3 separate regions of the Bombyx mori genome follow, and all the other regions are linked to region 1. Evidence: chromatin contacts called from public Hi-C data. All regions are on one chromosome and are shown on one strand. Each heading gives the region's core, a stretch centred on a gene start, on an enhancer-like site or on the middle of the called end of the contact. The rest is flanking DNA. Distances are from core to core; before and after follow the strand shown. Region 1 overlaps LOC101735390 (optomotor-blind protein). Region 2 holds the start of LOC101735390 (optomotor-blind protein). Region 3 overlaps LOC100126867 (FancJ-like protein).

The links. A called contact is a pair of places that touch in the nucleus more often than the background predicts.
Region 2: a Hi-C map of whole pupa shows a contact between it and region 1, with 4 times the contacts expected there. The contact joins the promoter of LOC101735390 here to the enhancer-like site in region 1. A contact is called at or near these places in 2 of 7 Hi-C or Micro-C datasets (both in whole pupa).
Region 3: a contact with region 1 is called in a Hi-C map of middle silk gland, with 2.7 times the contacts expected there. The contact joins two enhancer-like sites. A contact is called at or near these places in 2 of 7 Hi-C or Micro-C datasets (middle silk gland and whole pupa).

Annotation. Positions count from the first base shown.
Region 1 is chr16:8,578,248-8,583,356 of ASM3026992v2, reverse strand. The region is part of intron 3 of LOC101735390 (optomotor-blind protein); the gene reads right to left. Among protein-coding and RNA genes, the nearest start is that of LOC134200339, 68 kb to the left of the region's middle. Within about 2 kb of position 2,211, at least 8 of the 8 cell types and tissues checked have open chromatin away from gene starts, as enhancers often do.
Region 2 is chr16:8,463,591-8,468,699 of ASM3026992v2, reverse strand. LOC101735390 (optomotor-blind protein) reads right to left here and starts at 2,022. Exons shown (of 7, transcript XM_038016614.2): 1 at 1,434-2,022. The coding sequence starts at 1,753.
Region 3 is chr16:8,669,235-8,674,343 of ASM3026992v2, reverse strand. All of the region lies in intron 2 of LOC100126867 (FancJ-like protein), which reads right to left. Among protein-coding and RNA genes, the nearest start is that of LOC100126867, 14 kb to the right of the region's middle. Within about 2 kb of position 2,318, at least 4 of the 8 cell types and tissues checked have open chromatin away from gene starts, as enhancers often do.

The sequences.
Region 1 (5,109 bases), core at 962-3,461:
TCAGCCCACAGACTGCTGGACAGAGGCCTCTGCCAAGCTTCACTACAACGATCAGTCCTGTGGTGCATGTATCCACCGTATCTCCACAGGTCGTCGCCTCACCTTGTGGGAGGCCAAACTACACTGGCTGCAGTATTAGGACTATTAAAAAGTGTGCTTATAACAACGCCAGAACATCACGAACTCATTAAATACAAAAAAAATCGTACTTAAGCCTTTTAAATAAGAATACTTCTAAGCGAAAGTTTAAAATGATTCATGACAGAAGACACTTTTTCTTTATGTACCAATTTATAGCGTCAGATTTACGTCAAATTTATTGCAACGCGTCAATTTATTTCGTTAAATTGCGTCATGATTACGTAAACAACAGCAGCAACAGGAGTAAATATTCAATAACGATGTACCTACATTAAATAATAAGTGCCATAGTATCTATTAGATTAAATGTAAATTCAATTAAAGTTAATGGAGGTATAATGTTGTCAGTATTATATCTAGCTAGCCTAAGCGTGCAGCTGATATTTTGCGGTCGACAACGCTCAAATTACTTCCTAACTCTCTTTTTAGTGTCATACATTTTAATATTCACTAAACGTCAATCTGCTAGTACCAGAAGAGTTTCGATGAATATACTTTGAATAAATCGATCTTGACGTAAGCACTCCGCGTCACTCCCGCCCTTAATGACGATATAAAGACAATCATATTTTTTTTTGTTTTGTCTTCGGTTCGAACTAACGAAGCGGCCCCGGTCAGCCGGAGAGCCATTTCGAAAAACGTTAACATTAAAATTAAAATTATAGTTGTATCTCGAGCGTCGGCTTTAATTACGAAGCTTTTATTCGTCCGTCCAATTTCTTTATTTTACGGCTGGACAACAAATTTATATGTAAATCGGTCGGCACGGTGGTCCCGGGCGCCGTATCGATGATTCCCATATGTCGATTAAAGTAATTACCCCGCCCCGCAAGGACCACGAGTTCACTATCTATCCGTGTACGCTGTTAGATGATTAAATTTTTAAAACACCCTTCTATTCAGTTTTGTTTTGTTTTTGTGAAATATGTAATACCTACTAGACTATAAGTTGACTTTTCTAGTAAATCAAGTTTAAAAAAAAATCACAATTACACATTACGCTATTGTTGATACAAGTAAAATTATTTATTTTAAACTAGTTGACCCGGCAGATTTCGTAGTGCCTCAATCGATAAATAAGACTTAAACATTATATTTATCTACCGTTTAAACCTTCTCTGGACTTCCACAAGTAATTCAAGACCAAAATTAGCCAAATCGGTCCAGCCTTTCTCGAGTTTTAGCGAGACTAACGAACAGCAATTCATTTTTATATAATATATATAGATTATAATTCATTAATAAATTTTAAACTTAATTTTTTTTTCTGTTATCGAAATATCGACTTCGGTGAGTACGTCCTTAATTCATTAAGGTTAGTCTGAGTTAACAAGCGGGAGATGGCGCCACGAGTTTGTCTGTTTCCATTCTTTCGACACGGTCGCAGGTCGTAAACGAATTATTTTCTATTTTTATTATCTGCCTAACGATGATGTAAGGCTTCATTTGTAACATAATTTCGGCAGTTAGATTTGTTACACTAGCCAAGATACGTGTAAACTGTCTTTATGAATGGAATAGTTGAATGACGGGAAGCCTATTTTTAAGCTATTGCTTTGGCAGAGAGAGGCAAAAAGAATTTTTTTCGTTTCAAAAAAAAAAAGAAGATTAACTACTATAGATCATTTTTATCGTAATAAAAAAATTGAAATAGTTTGATTGTGCTACTCGTCAAAAGATGGCGCTGAATTTAGTTTGAATGAAATTTGTTTGCAGCTTTTCTTAATTTTATTCATGTTTTCAATGAAATGTATTTAGCCAAAATATTTGATTTTTTACTTTATTTAATTAATGTCTAGCGATTGTTTTAATTATTTACTAGAAACTTTTTGTTTTGAAAATGCATTACTTTAATGTAATTGGACCGTTCACTTCAATGTTATCAATCGTAATTAGTTCATTGAGATACGAGGGCATGACCTATCCCAATGTAGTTTGAATTTAATTACCGGTGCGAAGTGTTTTCCCAATTGTATGCGTTCCGTGCGCGTGGTATAACGCGGCGTCGTAGGTCGCCCCACGTTCGCGCCAAATGGCTAATTCGCGAGGCGAGCACGAGAAACCGCCATAACTCATAACGCGACGCGAGGACGAAACTCAGCGAACGCATCCGTCTCGCTCTAACGGACTAGAGAAACCCGAGTCGGACGCGCGCGGTTTTTCTTCTTTTACTCCCTTTCTAGAAATCTCATTTTGATTTTTATTCCGAACAGGGGCGTGGATGTTGCGTATTGTGTTTCGCTCGTTCGCCTCTCGTGTACGAGTTTTGAAGGCGTTTTAGCTTTTTGCTAAATTTAATTCGCGGAAGGGCCACGAAACGCGGATCGAGTGTTTAGAGAGTTTTGTTTTTGTTAAAGGAATCCGACGGACGCCGATGAGATTTCGTTTAGCGTTCCCGATATCGATCTAATTCGAATAATATATTTTTTCTTAAAACTAAATTCGAATTGTAATTTAAAAAAATTGAACATGGATACATAGTTCTCTCTATGACAGCGAAGTTGGTCTTACTATTCAAACATTTAAGTTAATTCGTATGAAAATTCTTACAACAATTTTCATAATTAGATATGTCTTTTTTTATATATTTTTTATTGCTTAGTTGGGTGGACGAGCTCACAGCCCACCTGGTGTTAAGTGGTTACTGGAGCCCATGGACATCTGCAACGTAAATGCGCCACCCACCTTGAGATATAAGTTCTAAGATCTCAGTATAGTTATAGTCTATTTAAAAACAGTTAGTAATCGCTCCCAATGTCAAATGGACGAGTATTAACCTCCAAAATCCAAAAACCCGATTGAGTAGCCGTCGAAATGTGATCCGTGCACCAACATTGAGTGTTAAAAATAAGTAAAAAAAAAACCACAGTGTTTAACTAAAGGAAGATTATGTTAGTCAGAGGAGCCGCCGATGCACTAATATTTGTCCAAACTGTTGACACGCAAACCGTCTCAACTGTACGCAAACAGAAGGGTTCACTAATGCCCTTTTTAGTACAAAAAGCGTAGACAAACATTGGATCCAAAGCGAAGGCCAAGCGATGTGATGCGCTCGAATAATTTGATATCTCTATCTACTCAGTTCTGTAGAAAGGTTCGTGTGGCCTGACCTTAACATTTTTTTACATGCAAAGAAAAATAATTGAAATAGGTTTTTGGAGTAGGGTCCACTTTTCCTCGTGATCTATGGAAAATAGGTACAATATGTAGGTTGCATCTAGGTAATGGTATGATTTAATGGGTACATGAACTTGATACCTTAGAACTTATATCTCAAGGTGGGTGGCGCATTTACGTTGTAGATGACCATGGGCTCCAGTAACCACTTAACACCAGGTGGGCTGTGAGCTCGTCCACTCATCTAAGCAATAAAAAAAACTGTCATACAAGATATGAAATACGTACTCAACCCACACTCACAGCTCACAGCCCACCTGGTGTTAAGTTGTTACTGGAGCCCATAGATATCTACAACGTAGACGTGCCACCCACTTTGAAATATAAGTTCTAAGGTCTCAAGTATAGTTACAACGGCTGCCCTACCCTTCAAACCAAAACGCATTACTGCTTCACGGCAGAAGTAGGCAGAGTAGTGGTACCTACCCGCGCGGACTCACAAGAGGTCCTACCACCAGTAATTACGCAAATTATAATTATGCGGGTTTGATTTTTATTACAAGATGTTATTCCTTGACCGTTGAAGTCAATCGTGAACATTTGTTGAGTATGTATTTCATTAGAAAAATTGGTACCCGCCTAGGATTCGAACATCGATGCAACGCTCAACACGAATGCACCGGACGTCTTATCCTTTAGGCCACGACGACTTAATAGTGGATAGAGAAGAGAGGCCCAGGGAAGGGTCGCGTGGCGTGCCGTGGAAAAGGCCTATGCCCAACATTGGCCTAAAAAAGGGTCTTTAATAATGATAATGACTATACCTATAATTAAAGTTTTTATTTTAATTATATCTAAATGAATAACGACAGGCGCCAATATGCAAACGACTTAAAGTAAAGGAGTATTTTCTATCTTAATAAACTTCATTATTAAAACAAAAATGTTTTTTTTATAAATAGGCAAAGGAATGCCATGCCATAGTATTTTTCAGGGCGAGTAAATTGCGTTATTTAATTATTGAAACCAATGTATACCGACTTATTTATTCATTGGATTACAACAGCAAAACTTTATAGATAATTAAACGTTTATTTCTACAATATTACGAACGAAAGAAGCGACGTCACATAAACTTGGTAGTGTATTTTTGCGTTTAAATAGCCAGAGATGGGTATGTATTCGATATCGACATATTCAACTATAAATAATTACTAAATTTTATTTTTAGTTTTATGTGTTATCTTTTTTTTTATTGCTTAGATGTGTGGACGAGCTCACAGCCCACCTGGTGTTAAGTGGTTACTGGAGCTCATAGACATCCACGACGTAAATGCGCCACCCACCTTGAGATATAAGTTCTAAGGTCTCAGTATAGTTACAACGGCTGCCCCACCCTTCAAACCGAAACGCATTTCTGCTTCACGGCAGAAATAGGCAGGGCGGTGGTACCCACCCGCGCGGACTCACAAGAGGTCCTACCACCAGTAATGAAATCTAGTATCTGTGACTAGAAAGGAGATTTATTAGGTACGTCATTTAATCAATTTTGAAATTTTTCAAAATATTTGGTTCTGATTTTACGTAGAAAATAAAGAAAAAAATCTAACAGCAAGCATCCATTCTGTAGTGGTAATTTTGCAATTTGGTTGGAAATTTTTCAAGAGTAGTTTAAAGTTGTTTCGAATTGTCATGAAATTTTGAATTGTTGCTGTCTGTTGTTTATTTTCATTTTGCATTGAATATTATTAGTAAATAAATGAATGTATGAAACATGTGATTCACATTCGAAATCTATTTATTTTAATTTAATGCATTATTATTGCTGTCGATAAAGATAAGTTTTGTAGC
Region 2 (5,109 bases), core at 773-3,272, 110 kb after region 1:
ATAAATCGTGAAAACTAAGCTTTATTTAAATTCAGTTCAATACTTTTGTGATAGTACAAGTCTATGGTCAAAATTTAGATAGTTATTATAACGTACCTATATCATTAATGTGTATGCGACATTCTCACGCATCATTATAGAGTGATTACTTTATTTATTATATTACTTTCAAATATAATTTTTTTTGTCGTACTGTTAACATATAAATTTAGGCTATTTTTCCGCTGTTTGTAAAATTGCTGTAACATGTCATAGTTTGTTATAAGAGATTGCTGTACATGCCTGTAACTGGCTTACATACCAGTACTCAATTATATACATGTTAATTTTAAGCTTGAATGTTTTGTGTGTATTGCTGTTGGTGTGTCTAAATAAATAAATAAATTACAATTCAAAATGAATCATTTCTCTTTATGCTTCCAGGTCAAACTACAAACAGGTCAAACTAAATTTCAAATCACACCTTTCCAAAATTTATCATACTAACTGGCTGATTTGAGTATAAAATAAAAAAAAATCATTTCATTCAAATCATTTGTTTATTCTGTCAATAAATCTATTGTGGAACAACGTCTAAATTGCAATGCAAACCTTCAGATTGTACTAAATGATTGGACTCAATTGGTTGTTTAAAATAAATCAATCAAAACTGCAATGCGAGTTTGGTTAACAAAACGTCATTGAACATACAAAATAGTATACGTTGGATTTGTTTTTACGAAATTTAACATTTCAATGTCACACTTTTTATCCATAAGATTTATCGAATATAAAATAATCAGTGAAATTCATGATTTTTCATTATTTGACATAATTATTGTCACCCAGTTGCAAGTAGAGCACGGGAGCGGCGGCCAGAAGCTTGATGAAAAAATGCGCCTATAAATCCTAAATACATCGCTTCGAATCACATCAGTGTTGTTCAGTAAACCAGAAATTATTTATTTTATAACCCGATAATATAATATCGTTGTTGTAAGTAAACAATAGTTAATTACATGTTGCAGTTATGTTTTTTGCTTGTTAGCAATACACATTTCAACTACAATTTTAAGCCTATAATTTTGTGTGGATGAGTTTCGATTTTAACTTTATTAAAAGTTGTAATATTCTGTGCCAGTTTTTCCTTTTCGGTTATATGAATAAATTACTTTTTGCCGTGTCTTTTTTTAGTTATTAGTCTTTCGTTTTGAAATTGGCCTAAAGTAAACAAGTAATGTATTTGTAAACAATCGCACAGTGATGCTTATTTTTTTAGTTTTTGTTTTATTCGATATTCTACAGCCCTAGAGGTTCGTTACTTACCAGTCGTACCATCTATAATATAGGTATGCAGTGGACGATATCACTCACAACACTAATCACGTTAAAACATCTCGAGCACGCATCACAGTAATGAGCAAAGGCGGATCGCGTCACGGGGCCGTACTGACCTGCCACTCTTGGTGATCACCATCTCGGTGCCGAGCTTGTGAAACTTCTCCCAGAGGTCCTTGCCTTCAAGGGTGACCTTAGGATCGTCGACGACACCGTCGTCGTCAGGCGGTAGAGGCGCGTACGGCGGCGGCGGAGGCTTGAGCAGAGGACAGGGAGCGGACAGCGCGGCGGCAGCGGCCAACGCGGCCGGCAAGTAAGGCGGCGGCGGCAGCGCGCCCGCCGTCAGCAGCGCCGACACCGAGAAGTCGCTCGGGCGCGGCGCCAGCAGCGGATGGAAGGCGACGGCGTCGCGCCGCTCCGCGCCCTCGAAGCGCATGCCCGCGCCGCCTGGGGCCCACGGCGCGCGCTCCACGACCGGCGTGCCCGGCGGCTCGCGCTCATGCAACGTCCATAACGCGCCGACCGGCGACTCGTTCGCGACACTTTTCGCTCGTCCCGTGGCGGCGACCGCTCTCGCGGCAGGCGTCAAACGACTGGCCGCCGGCGGCGCCGCGTCCGACACCCCTCCGCCGCGCGCCGCCCAATGGCGCTGGCGGGCGGGGCCGCGTTGTTTCCCGGCGGCGCGAGGTGTCCGCCACACCTCGCCGAGGGGCGCTCCGCTAATCTGGTTAATGCGGCGCGCGGGGGCGACACTCGCGCTCGCCGCCGCGCCCGCCGCCTCCTTCTAATTGGACACGTTTCCGTTCCTTCATCAATTGAGCTCGTTACGTTCTCGATGTATCTTTTGTGGTGCGATGCTAGACTCGGCCCTCCACATTGCGACCTCATACTGAGAAACTCACGAGGTTCTCACAGGCGTTCTCGGCTTAAAAATGGTCCAAATACGTACCTACATAAGAGAAAGACAATAGTCGTGTGCTTGAACTTTGTAGACAGTTCGTCCTTTAAAACTTTTGTATTAACTTAACTTCTGGGGAGAAGTAAAATCGCCGTTGTCATTTCACTGTAATTATTCGAGTTTCTTTTGTTGTTTTTGAAGTCACATTTACTTAACATTGGTAAACTATAAATATCATTAAAATTATTTCTTAAACTATAATTACGTAAAATCAGTTTTTTCCACTAAAGCTTAACAAAAAAATGTTTTTCTCGAATCTGTTTTTCATACAACGTATTTCAAATGCAAAATCTAGCTTTAGTGTACTTACCATATTAATTAAATAATATCAATTCGGAAGGCTTATTTTCTCGGGGCAATATCTTGAAATCGTGAAAGCTAAACTTTATTTAAATTCAGTTCAATACTTTTGTGATAGTACAAGTCTATGGTCAACATTTAGATAGTTATTATAACGTACCTATATTATTAATGTGTATGCGACATTCTCACGCATCATTATAGAGTGATTACAATTCAAAGGAATCATTTCTCTTTATGCTTCCAGGTCAAACTACAAACAGGTCAAACTAAATTTCAAGTCACACCTTTCCAAAATCTATCATACTGGCTGAATTGAGTATAAAAAAAAACAAAATATATTTTTTTGTATTACAGGAATCTTCAAAACGGACTAGAAGTTGCAATAATTTAACGTAGGTAAATCGCTTTGATCGTGTAAAAAAACTATTTACAGAACGCTGAAACAATTTTAAAGTCCAGAAATAATATTGGAAATGATTTATTCCGATAGCCGTTTAAATTTTTATGTACCTAGATTTGTTTACGTGTTTTAAGAAAAATGCACAGTTTTTATTAACTGTCTATAAAAGTTGTTATTACTCTTAAGCTTATCGGTGTAGCATTTCGGTTTGTGATCTGAGATATACCTACACAAGTCTTTTTACGAAAATTGCGCGGACGGAGGAGTATGAAATTTTCCACACTTATAAAGAATACAGAGAAGTGCACAATGCTAATATTTTTTTTAAATAATGCATAAAAGATACATTAAATCAATAAAGAAAACATTACACACACTACATACCATGTATTTAATGCACACACGCATGCATACTATTTATTGTCAAACTTTTGTTCTTGACGTCTGTTGTCAAATTGAGAATAGATTAAATATTGTTTGCCTTTGTTAATAATTTTCATAGTGTAGTCTTGGCGAAATTTGTGATTATAGAAGTATAAAATACAATCATAATAGTGTACAAACTTACAAATCCAATTAATTATAGTCGAATTTCGACTACTGCGGGACCTCTAGTTGTAATAAACATGACATAACTTATTCTGTATGAAAAACTCAAGAACGATTTTCCACAATGGAGAGACGATAACGTGTGATGGAAATTAAATTCACACTTTTTGCATTTAATATTTATATTTGAGATGGACATACGGAAAAATTGGTAACTCGATTTGAAACACCAATAGCCCATAGCTGCCATGAAGAAAATACTATTGTTCAACTTTAAATATAACTTCGTAGACCGGATTTAAGACCGACAATCCTTCTTATGAATCGGAATGCCTCATGTTTTTGGGGTGAAAAAAATAATTGCAATAGTGGCGTGTTTCTGCTGAGCTGTTGAAGACAAATGTGGACTAAGCTATTTAAGTATCACCCTAGGGCTGGTGAGAGAAAGAGTTAGTCATCGTGGCCTTTAGGATAAGACGTCCGGTCCATTCGGATCTAGCGATGCACCGATGTTCGAATCCCGCAGGCGGGTACCAATTTTTCTAATTAAATACTATAACACTAGATGCGCTGTAAGCTCGTCCACCTTTCTATGCAATAAAAAATAAATAAAACAGATATATTCGACTGACTATGTGGCATTAGAGTTAGCGTCCCGAACAACTGGGTCGTGGTTCGCTTCCCACATCGGGCGAACATTCGTGTGACTTATAATGCGTTTCAAATAAGAATGTACATGGACCCGCGCCATATTGTGACGTCATAGCTGTCAAATCGAAAAAATAGGTAAAGTCAGTAAAAAAGGTAGGTATTTTTAAATATTAATTTATAATCCAAATCTCCGAGTTTGCCGATTTCACTCATCCAACTGCTTGAGTAATCATCATCATCGTCACCCATCTATAGATTTATAGGGCCCAACAGTGTTGCTGCCTTGATTTTTAAATAGGTAGGTAATAAAAAAAAATAGTTTTTCTTTTATATAATCTAAATTCCTGTTTTATTTACCTCGACCAGTACTAAGCATATCAAGAAAATTATATATGTGTATATGGTTCATTAAAACAAATATAATATTAATAGTCTTGATAATTAGGCAAAAATTCACTAAAAAATAGATGATATTTTTTTTTGTTGCTGTCCATACTTTTTATCGAACTTTGACAGATCAAGGTCATTGACGTGCATATTCTTTGTTCTTTGTCTGGGTGTGTAATTACGTACTATCTATTTATACATTATATTTATACATACATACTCTTGTGAGTCCGGATAGGTGCCACCACCCTGCCTATTTCTGCCGTGAAGCAGTAATGCGTTTCGGTTTGAAGGGTGCAGCAGCCGTTGTAACTATACTTGAGACCTTACAACTAATATCTCAATGTGGGTGGCGTATTTACGCTGTAGATGTCTATGGGCTCCAGTAACACCTAACACCAGGTGGGCTGTGAGCTCGTCCATCCATCTAAGCAATAAATGAATAAAAAGTACATAAGTATGTTTATCTGTCTCCGGGTAGTAGGTATAACGAATCCTAGTTTAGAGTCAGTTGACCAAATTTAAAGAAATAGCTACCCAAAAA
Region 3 (5,109 bases), core at 1,069-3,568, 91 kb before region 1:
AAGTTTTCATTTCATTTCACCCTATTTTGAGAAAATACTATTAACGTAATATGTAACGCATCACGTACCTACAAACGTAAAACTTCTTCATTGAAAAAAAAAAAAAAATAGAAACACATTGCCACTTGTTAGTTGAATAACTCAATTACCTAATTGAAAAATACGGTCAAACTTTTTTGAGCGATGTCTTCAGCTACTGTTGAATCTAATTTATAATACTACTAGCACATGGCATGATCAGTACTTGGAAAATTGTGCACGCAAAGACTGTTTTGTTTAGTTATTTACTAATAAAAATAATGTAATTGATTTCGTATAATTTTTCTTATTGCACTTATAGGCAGACGGGTTTACGGTCAACCTAATGGTGAGTGGTTACCATCGCCCATGGACGTCAGAAATGTCAGGGGCAGAGCTAAGCCGCTATCGTTACCGTTGGATAGTCTTTCAAACCGCAACTCTTTATTAACAGAATTTTACGTTACGAAGTCGTCGTGGCCTAAAGGATAAGACGTCCGGTGCAATCGTATCTAGCGATGCAACGGTGCTCGAATCCCGCAGGCGGGTACCAATTCTTCTAATGAAATACGTACTTAACAAATTTCCTCGATCGACTTCCACGGTGAAGGAGTAACATCGTGTAATAAAAATCAAACGCGCAAAATTATAATTTTTGTAATTACTGGTGGTAGGACCTCTTGTGAGTCCGCATGGGTAGCTACTACCACTCTGCCTATTTGAGCCGTGAAGCAGAAATGCGTTTCGGTTTGAAGGGTGGGGCAGCCGCTGTAACTATACTAAGATTTTAGAACTCATACCTCAAGCTGGGTGGCGGCATTTACGTTGTAAATGTGTATGGGCTCCGGTAACCACTTAACACCAGGTGAGCTGTGAGCTCGTCCACCTATCTATGCAATACAGAAAAGCAAAGTGACGTACGGGCTCACAGCACGATTTAACATTGAATTTGAAAATACAGAAGAATCTTGATAAGTCGTAATTAAAAGAAAATACCTACCTTAAAAATCGAGTTAGGGAATTGTCGTCATCAAAGGAATTTCGAGATAAAAGGGTTTTAATTATTCTAGTTCAACTTAGAAAGGCACTTCTTCCAAATATAGTGTTCGAGTTGTAATAAAATAAAAATAAATTAATGAATAATGAAGTGGACCGTTTAAAGAACTGCAAAGAATATGAATTTTCTTCCTTTGATTTATAAAACTAATTAAGTTCAAACAATTAACCGTTACTTTGGACAAAAGTCAAAAATTCTATATACGTAAAGACTAAAATATTCGTACTAAATACTGAAAATTTAAATGTATTTTATTTAATGCGTTAAAAAAAAATTAAGACTCAAAAAAGTAAAATTGTTAACTTTTTTATCTTTGCCTTTTATTATCATCTAGTAGTGATTTTTTGACCCAAATACCACACGGTTCATTAGCTTTTATGCAATGAACTAAAGTCTTCTCAAGAAAAGATAAGTTAGATTCGGTTTCTGTTTAACTTACATGTTAGTTCTAAATGGTAGTATTTTATTAGATTCTGCATAGATGGCGCTGTTATCTAAATACAAAAACGATTACAATTTTAGTTCACAGCGATTCATGTAGATGGCGCTTTAACAGAAACTACAACAGCAAAGCAAACAAAAATTCTATTTTATTAATACGTGAACCAAAAACTTTGTATCCCTTTTTACGAATATTGCGCGGACGGAGGAGTATGAAATTTTCCACACTTATAGAGAACATAGAGAAGAAGTGCACAATGCTAATATTTTTTTAAAATAATGCATAAGAGATACATTAAATCAATAAAGAAAGCATTACACACACTATATACCATGTATTTGACGCACACACGCATGCATACTATTTATTGTCAAATTTTTGTTCTTGACGTCTGTGGTCAAATTGAGAATAGATTATTGTTTATCTCTATTAATATTTTTTTATAGAGTAGCCTTGGCGAAATTTGTGATTATAGAAGTATAAAATACAATCTTAACAGTGTACAAACTTACAATTCCAATTAATTATAGTCGGATTTCGACTACTGCGGGACCTCTAGTTCTATTTTATTACTCGTATTAGAAGATATTTTGACACCTTTAAAAATAAGAAACCTAGTCTATTCGTATCAAGCGATTCGTCTATAGCCGTGTTCGAAACACAAAGATTTAATTAACTTAACGTTTAAGATAGTCAAACTAGCTACTAGACTAGTAGCTTAGCTAGCAGATATACACAAGGTTATGGCCTGTTTGGTGTAAGGTGTAGGTAAGCTTTTCAGCTTCAACGAGTATCGAATAATAGTACTACACCAGCTTTTATAGTCTGAGGCAGGTACATTTTACTAAACAAGTAAGTGCCTATACGCGTTCATGACTTCAACTTCATGAAGAAATAATATCGTTTAATGAAATTCACGCCCGCGATTTTTTATGTATGCGTCATTAACTGTCGCAGTATTTATGAACTGGCAGTGTAAGGTTACGAATTTTACCAGCAACCATTCTATTTCTTTTGCGAACCAATCATACTGTTCTATTCTTCATAGAATAGTAAAACTACTTCTCTAGCCTTTATTACATTATAATAGCCATTATCTTCATCACGTGGTCGATGTAGTTCACGGTAAGTTGTTTATAAGCCAAAAGGAAAGTTAGTAGCCTTCCTTTAATTGACACATTGTAATTAATTGAACATAGTCCGTATTTAGTATTAAATAGTTTTTAATTTTAATATTTCACTGTAAAACCACTTTTGTATTATATTGTCTTGTCTGAGATTATTATAGCAACGATACGTTTTCTTTAAAAGCAATTTCATCTTTTTTGGTTCCGCTATTCCGCAATAGATGGCGCTACGTACCACATATTTAAACTAAAGACAAAACGGTACACAAAAGTTCTTAACGTTTCCCACGTCTATGATTAAATGTAAAACATTTGTTAATTTAATTTAATATCTGATTTATTTGGATCTTCAAATTCGAGCGCGTTCGAAACCAGAAGTATTATTAGAAGGGTCGTAGTGGCAAATGTATCCAAGTGGTCTACCAAAAAAAAAGTACCTGAGAACGAAGCATACCACTGATACCACAAAAAATATGTACCACATATTTTTTGAAGTCTAATTTGAGCTATAGGTACTTGGATATGAATTTTCAATATACAATATTTCTGTTGATTTTTTTAACTATCAGCTTTGAGTTAAATATACACATCACGCTTATCAGATCGCGAGGGGTCAACGCAAAGCAACCGTCACCAGAAACATGTCTTGTCGGATCCCCTGGATTAACTTTCGGTGCTCTTAGACCTCTCAAGCACTGGTCACCGTCCTTGTCGAACTCGACGAGCGAACTAACCCAAAGACACAGTCCACTAAGTTTCTCGCCGGATCTTCCCGGTGGGTCGCAATTCCGATCCGGTGGTAGATTCTGCGAAGTACCGCTCTTGCTAGGGCTAGTGTTAGCAAATTCTATGAGGTTGAGCCCGTGAGCTCACCTACCCGTCCGGGCGTAGCTGGAATAGCCCCTTCCCACCCACCAACGAATAGGTAGGGAAAAGAAGGCAGATAGGGTCCGGGCGTAGATGGAACAGTCTCTTAGGTTACCAGCAAATTGTTCACGTTTCGGTGGCTGGGTCGGAAATTCACTTATTGAAGTTCGCATATCATCCAACGACGGCTACTTTTTTAAAATAAATATATAGAACTATATATCTATATATATAAAAATGAATTGCTGTCCGTTAGTCTCGCTAAAACTCGAGAACGGCTGGACCGATTTGGCTAATTTTGGTCTTGAATTATTTGTGGAAGTCCAGAGAAGGTTTAAAATGTAGATAAATATGAAAATGCTCGGAATTATAATATAAAAATAACAATTTTGTTTTTCCTTTGATGTGTTCTCCGTCGGACGGATTCCGTTTGTTGGTTTTAAGTATATTTTATACAAAAGTTTAGGTCTTTTATTTATCGATTGAGGCACTACGAAGTCTGCTGGGTCAGCTAGTATAGAATAGAAAAATGCCGTTGCGGAGTCGGTATACACGTAAACGTCGCAGTCACTATATCCGCGCACTAAAAACTATCCGTTAAAATAATTCATGATCACATTCTTATTACAAACAATGATTAACTGTCTAACGCCACGCCATCCGAGCGATCGAATCGAACGATGTCCGATTAAGCAGCCACCAATCATTGTGAAAATAATAAAAAAACGTATACACAAACAAACAACAAATTGGAAAAATGATAAAATTTCGGTGAACGTCGGGGGTAAGAGTCACGGAACAAATGCCAAACGCCCATCACATTAATAGATTGACGTGCTTAAAACTGTAAAATTACAATTCTGTCTAATCTTTAACGTCCACCAATGCGACGTGGCACTCTCTGTGACGAGTGTTAGACATAGTAACAGATTTTAATTTATATATTGCCAGCGAACGTAGACTCCGGAATAGAAAAGTTTTTGAAGTGAAACTTCTTTAGGCGCATGAGGGTAAATTTTTTACAGAACGTCACGCAGGTATGCAACGGAAGTGACGTCAAACTACTATTGAAATTAAGTACTTGTCAAATGTCAGTAGTAGTAGTTGTTGTATTTTTCCAACTGGAAAGGAAAATGTATCATACCATACAGCCTAATATTTTATAATTTTTTTGTGAAAAATGTTAATAGGAATTGAAATGAAATGAAAAGAATTTGGAACATTAATCAAATAGCATGAAATTAAATTAGTCAATTGGCAAAATATTAGTCATTTACAATTTAGAAATCTAAACATAATGTGACTGTCAACACTGAGGTTTGAGATTGACATTTGACAGACTTTTGGCGGGAACATATCTTCGTTTTTCCCATCCTCTAAGTCTCGGAAATCTAAAGTTTTAGATTTGTATAAATATAAGCAAGACTTATAAATTAGTTCGCCAAAAAAGTTTCACTTCTGACATGTGTACTTTGTACGCACGCACATTTTTTTTTCCGTTTGGATGGTTGGACGAGCTCACGACCCACCTGGTCACATGGTGTTCAGTCACATGGTTACCAGAGCCCATAGAAGTCTATAACATAAATACCGCCACT